2 separate regions of the Sus scrofa genome follow, and region 2 is linked to region 1. A link is a contact called in public HiChIP or PLAC-seq data. All regions are on one chromosome and are shown on one strand. Each heading gives the region's core, a stretch centred on a gene start, on an enhancer-like site or on the middle of the called end of the contact. The rest is flanking DNA. Distances are from core to core; before and after follow the strand shown. Region 1 holds the start of ZNF503 (zinc finger protein 503). Region 2 overlaps LRMDA (a long non-coding RNA gene).

Region 1 (3,090 bases), core at 415-2,914:
CTTCTACATACACACATTCTTGCTTTTGAGAAAGGCGACAGCACCCTTCCCCCCCCCCCCCCAACCCCACCATCAGGATCTTCTCCGTCCTCTCAGGGATAAATGGATTTGGAAACAAAACAAAACAAAACAAACCGCACAAAATGTTTTGGTTTCTGACTCTTTGACCTAGAACTGTAGCCCTCTCCCCCACCCCATCCCTAATTCTTCCGAGTAAGGGCTAGGGCAGTTGGCGCCTTAGAGGCTGTGCACAAATAACCAGCTTCTGGGGAACCGGAGGACTGCGACTTTGGAACCAACCATATTTTGGACTCCAGTAGGTCTTCTGGGCTGAAAGTAAGGGGGCCTGAGTCGTGGAAGGCGTTTTAATACCAAAGGGAGAAACAAGTTTTGGCTGCCTTGTCTCTCAGCATTCACACCCCGTTCTACCTCCTCCCCCCTTTCCACCCTAGTTTTAAGGTGCGGGAGCACTATCCTCTCCCCCCATCCCGAAGCTGAATCACTCCGATACCCCCACCTTCCAACCCCCAGATCCCGAGAGCAGCAGCCGGGTGGTGGTCCCAGCGCGATCCGGGGATAGGGTCTTTACCTCTATGGGGCTGACAGGAGTGGAAGGCAAGGGCTGCAGGTATTCGGGGTGCAAAATGTGGCCAGTCCGTGCGGTCAGCATCTTCAGCACCTTGATAGGCAGGCGGTTAGCCTGGCGGAGAGGGTCAGAGGGGGGCACGGCGTGCACAAAAGGCTTGGTGCTGCCGGCCGGGGACGAGCCTGGGCCGGGGCCGGAGCTATTTCCAGAGAGCGCGCTGGTCCAGGCAGGGTCCGCACTGCTGCCGCCGCCGCCGCCGCTGTGCTTACTGCTTCTTAGGGCAGAAAGCGAGGGCGCTGTGCTCATGACCCACCCGCGCGCATGGGAGCAGCGGGGGGAGGGCTCCGCGAGGCGCGGGGCGGGCTCGGGGCTGCGCGCTCGCCCGGGGAGCAGGAGCAGCAGGAGGAGCTGGCGAGGCGGCCACCGGCGCCCAGCGCGCCTTCTCGGCGCCTGGAGCCAGAAGCGAATAATCCTGGGTGGCCCGCAGCGGAGCCGTGGCCGAGCGGGAGGAGCCGGCCCGACTGCGGGAGTGCCGGGTGGCTCGCCGTATCCGCCTCGGGCTGTGCCCCTGCGCTGCGCACTCGCGGCCCGGCGCTGGCGCTGCGCTCTGCGATGTGAGCCGCTGCCTGTCCAGCCGGGGCTCTGGCGAGGAAACTCACTTCAAAAGCAGCTGCACCGAGGGGGAGATTAAAGCCTTTGCCGCCTTCCAATCAAATGGGAGCCCGAGGTGATTGGAGGGTCAAGGGGATGTGACGCGTCCCGCGCCGCTGCTGCCGCCGCCGCCAGGACTCTCAGCACTGGTTTTAATGGGCAGCTCCCACTTCGCCTCTCCCCCTGCGTGTCCCCTCCCTTGATTTCGCTCGGAGGACGAGCTGGACATTTATTCTACGTTTGCTATCTGCCGCCTCCCTCTTTTTTCTTCCTCGTCGTCCTTCCTTTCCCCAGCTCGAGAATAAACTGAAACCTTTTGCAGGAGGGTGCGTATGAGGAATAGATTGAGGGTGTTCGTAAGGAGCTCCGGCAGGAATCTGGACCACAGCCGGACTGTCAACTCCAGGGACGCACAGGGGGCGCACACAGTAAATATTCTCTCCTCCTCCTCAGTAACTGAAATCAATTGCGGTGCGGCCGCCTGGGTAAGGAAAGGTGGGGAGCAGGCGTTGGAGTTGGTCCGGCTGCCCGCCCGCTTTGATTTCTTGAGATTCGGCGGCGGAGAAACCAGAAGTCAGGTGGGAAGAGGAGGCGGTGGAGGCACGTCTCCGCTGGGTGTGCTAGGCTCCCCGCCCTTCCCGGCCACGTGACGCCCGGGGATGCGCAGATTGGGGCAGGAGCGGGGGTCACATGTTTCCTCTGTTTCACACTCAGCGCCCCCCCCCATTCTTACTCTCCCCTGCCACCCTCTCTTCTTCTCCCCCCTCCCCACCAGTTCTTTGGGCATCTCCACCCCTCCATCAATTGTCAATGTTCCTCGACCGCAATCAATCAGTTATTTGTCAGCTCTTGTCAATCCGCCGGTGATTTATGTCAGCTTTTGTTGCTGATTACAAGGCGGGTGCGACTTGAAGGGAAAAAGAGGGAGAGAGAGACGGAGAGGAAGAGACCGAGGGGGAATTGGAAGAGGGGGAAAGAGGAGCAGCCTCCTGGGATGAGAGCTGGGGGCTCTAAGAAAAAGAATGGAAGAGGAGAAAGACGCTCAGTGTCGGGAAAATGAATAGTGAGAGTAAAGTGCGCAGGTGCGCCCAGGGCGCCGGGAGGGGTGCTCTGGCCTGGGGTGTGCGCCTCGTTCCTTTCGATATCGGAGATAGGTACACCCTTCCACCTCTGGGTTTCCTGTCCATTGGGGCCGCGGAGTTAGGAGCCGCTCCGGGTATCGAGACGGGCGGTGGCGACGTCTAACACGGGAGATTTCCACCCCTACCCCCAGCCCCCAGTCAAGATAGTCCCTCCTGGACGTGTAGCGTTCAGTCTTTAGGCTGCCCTGCCGCGGACCCCACCCCGCGTAGTGCCGGGACCCTAAACTCGGAGACTTCTAAGAGCCACACCACCAATATAACCTTGAGTCCTGGAGGTCAATGATGGGGTACCCCTAGCCTCAATTCTTTGACGTCTCCACAATCGTGGCTAGGGCTAGGAGGCTACAAAGAAGAGGCCTGACCGTGTGTGTTTGGGAGAGATACATTTCAGGCTCACTCATGCCCCCTCCTCAACCCTTCCTTCACCTTGCGCCATCCCCGCAGGCTAGATAGCCGGTGTTACTCCCCTCTGCCCGCTAGAATTTATTGGAACGCCGAGCCGGGACTGACCTGCTCAGAGAAAGCAGAAAGAAGGAACGAGAGAGGGAGGGAGTGGCTGCCTGTGGGAACACTGGCTCTTCCAGGGAAGCGGAGCGGGACTGCCGCGTTCCCCTCGATTTGCACCGTCACTCGGGCTGTTTGGAAGGAAGAGGGGAGGCGCTGTGCGCGACTCTGAGTACCTGGATCTGGGTGCAGAAGTGTGCATGAATG
Region 2 (3,090 bases), core at 162-2,661, 140 kb after region 1:
AGCCCATTTAAGTGTCAAATTGGTAGCAAAACTTGACAACTTCAGGGTGCAGACTTGCTTTTGATCAGAATTTACATGCAAATCATTTTTGCCTTGAACTGTCAACTCCTGTTTCTGAGACTTTCAAGGGGGACATGTCCCTTCCCACTCCCTCCCCCCACCCCCAAGCTGAAGGCGATGGTTGGCTAATGTTATTAATCAGCGTGTGGAAGAAAAATTATCTTGATAAATATGGTGGTTAAACTATATTTTCCCTTTTGTGTGTCAGCTGTTGCAGCTGGGCATTTAATCTCCTTTTACCTAGAAGGAAATCAAACAATTATCCAGCGCTTGATGTCAAAAAGAAACTAGTGAATGAGGGGTGGAGGGTCACCAGTGTATTGGGGAATGGACTTAAGCCACCAAAACCTGACAAAGGGTGCTGACAGTCTGCATTTTCTTGGGCATTAAACAAAGTCTTTGGTAACTTTAAAGAATCTTTCCTTGCATGACTAAACTCATTGAGAGGGTTAGAGAGAAAGCGGCCTCAGAAGTCTTAAGCCTGAAACTTTTTTTCCCCCCCGTTTTGCCCTAAACCCTTGGGATGCTTAAAAGCACGTGAGTGTGTATACCTCCATCATCCAGCGAGACAAAGGAGTGTTTGCACTTTCACAGAGTTAATAATGACAGTAGCGAGTCTTTCTTGTTGCCAGCCATCCTGTGTTAACATTCCCAGTCATCCACCTTCCTGAAGAATTTAATTGTGATTTACACCCCGTCTCTAAATTCTTAGAGACAGCCCCACTCAGAAGACCAAGAAAAAGCAGGAGGCCCCAGATGGGGGGTAGGGGGAAGCAAATGGAGAAAAAGAAGTTTCTAGAACTCACTGTAGATTACTAGAGCTGATGATGAATATTTATAATTATTCACTGGGGAGCCAAAAGTTTTAGTGCAATAATGTGTGAGATTGTGTTTCTAGCCAGCCTGAAATTCCTTCCCATCACTGCACCCCCAGCGGGGTGAGAACATCAAACATGTCCTCTTGCCAAGATGACAGCCAGCATCGCGTCAGATGGGAGACACATGCAAGCCTGACTCGAGAAGTCAAAGAAGTTGCAAGATGGGATTCGCTCCATCCGACGTGGCCCCGTTGCAGGCCCTTCGGAAATCTCCTCCACCCGGCCCCTTCCCGCCCCTGTCCAGTGCTGCCTGCCTGTGTGCTGTGAAATTTTAATTGAATTGTTAATGACACCGAGGAGTGACACAACACATGAGAAACTTCCAAGAATCAGTCAGGAGGAGCCCTTTTTCTTACTGTTACAAAACAGAAGACACTGGGAAATTGACAAGTCCAAGCGGCGAGGCCAGGGTAGTAATTGATAGCAGGCTGCCTAGAGCCAAGGTCCTTCCCTGGTAATTGCAAGCAGAGGCTGCCTCTGTGATCTCGCCAGTGGTGTTGGCCATGCCAGAGCGACCCGGCTTTGACGGATTGCTTTCCCGCGGTAATGACTTAGGCATGTTCCCTCTCTCGCATGAGGCCATGTGTCCCTCCCACTGGAGAAAATGAGCTGAACATTTTGCTTCTTCTTTAACAGGGCGCTGTTAAAATAACTCTATTCTATTATATAAGCCCTCTAGTGCCAGGGGCTAAATTTATATGGTTATAAACAAGAGATATTACTTTGGAATACCACAATACTGTGTTTTGCTATTTCTTTCGGATTTCAAATGGTGTTTTCAAAATAATGGATTTGACTTCAAGAAAATAAAATTGGGGAGTGGGGGGAGGAGGGAGGAAGGATCCCATTTCTGCACACAACCCTCATCCTATTTTCAAATTCCTCTGTGTACTGTCCCTAATTCACTAGCCCAGTATTTATTTGTATTTGTGTTTGTTTTGCTGGCTGGATTGGACTCTCTATGGGGGCATCAGAAATATTATTTACTCCAGGATTCTGAAATAAGATAGATATTTTATTTCATGTTTTTTAAATTCTCCAAAGGTTTCTTTTAATTTTTTTCCTTTCCCATTTCTGGACATTGATGTATTTCAGAACTTTTATGTGGCTTTTCCTCCCTCCCTATGCCTATCCTCCCTTCTTCCCTCTTCCCCTTCCTTGAATGTAATTTTTTGATAAAATATGATGGTAAGCTGAAATGTCCCAGATGATCTATGGCACTTGGGAATTTTCACTCCTGTCGGTGACAGAAACTTAGCAGTTCTGATTCAGGGGTCCCTGAATGCATTTCCCCACTAGGGCCTGTGCTTTTGGGCATTTTTCAAGTTTGGGTCCCTCACCCTACCTCTGCCCATACACAGTTTCACACCAAGAAACCACTTCAAAAGAGTGCCAAGAAAGATCTCTAAAACCTCAACCACAAATGCGCTTAAGAATAAAAGGAAGCTGTGTGTGTATATATGTATATATGTGTGTTCATACTTAGGTGTTTTGATGGAGAGTCTAAGAGGAAGGTGGGCAGGTTAGTGAGAACTTCTGGATGAAGAGAAGGTTGAGAAGAGATTTGATGGTGGTCGTTTACCTTATGTTTAGTCTCTGACCCTCCCAAATTTGTTGTTAATTGCTAGTGCATTTAGATTTTATATTCTTAAAAAGTGCAAGTTTAAATAATGATTGGTTTCCAGGCTGTCTCACAAAATTCACTTGTGCAGAAGAGCACCCTTTAGGTGAAATACCTTTGTGGGCTAGCCTGAGAACCTCACCATTAGAGCGTTGGTTTTATTGGAAAATATCTTCAAGATCTTAAAAGTGGTTATCAGATGCGAGGAAAAAGGTGTTTGTTTGTTTTTGTTTTGTTTTTGCCTTCCCCCTCACTTGTTAGAACTGGGAAAGGGATTCCCTCTTCTGCTCTGATCCCAGCAGCAGAAAGATTGGCCCTAACCCTGCCTTAGGTACTGGGGCCAAGAATATAAACCCTTCCTACAATCCCTGTTACAGTATTTTTCCTCTGTCGGTCATGCTTTTCAGTTGGGTGTGTTTTTAAGTGGGAATGTGTTGTTGGAATTTCATGTGATGATTTGACTGCATTTCTCTTATTACTCTTCATATGGTATTAGGCTAATGCTTTCTTCTTTTGCCTGTCTCTATGTTT

The links. HiChIP or PLAC-seq counts read pairs in DNA pulled down with a chosen protein or histone mark.
Region 2: a contact with region 1 is called in an H3K27ac HiChIP or PLAC-seq map of skeletal muscle, with 2.8 times the contacts expected there. The contact joins the enhancer-like site here to the promoter of ZNF503 in region 1. A contact is called at or near these places in 1 of 5 promoter capture datasets (liver), 4 of 47 Hi-C or Micro-C datasets (embryonic fibroblasts, fetal skeletal muscle, skeletal muscle and 1 more) and 1 of 2 datasets of contacts at active chromatin or transcription factors (skeletal muscle).

The regions. Positions count from the first base shown.
Region 1 is chr14:77,927,090-77,930,179 of Sscrofa11.1, forward strand. It overlaps ZNF503 (zinc finger protein 503), which reads right to left and starts at 1,665. Exons shown (of 2, transcript XM_021073148.1): 1 at 590-1,665. The coding sequence starts at 892. It overlaps LOC106506044 (a long non-coding RNA gene), which reads left to right and starts at 2,331. Exons shown (of 3, transcript XR_001301017.2): 1 at 2,331-3,090.
Region 2 is chr14:78,071,095-78,074,184 of Sscrofa11.1, forward strand. All of the region lies in intron 2 of LRMDA (a long non-coding RNA gene), which reads left to right. Among named protein-coding and RNA genes, the nearest start is that of LRMDA, 110 kb to the left of the region's middle. Within about 2 kb of position 1,412, at least 10 of the 83 cell types and tissues checked have an H3K27ac peak or open chromatin away from gene starts, as enhancers often do. A contact at or near this core is called in skeletal muscle, where this site is marked.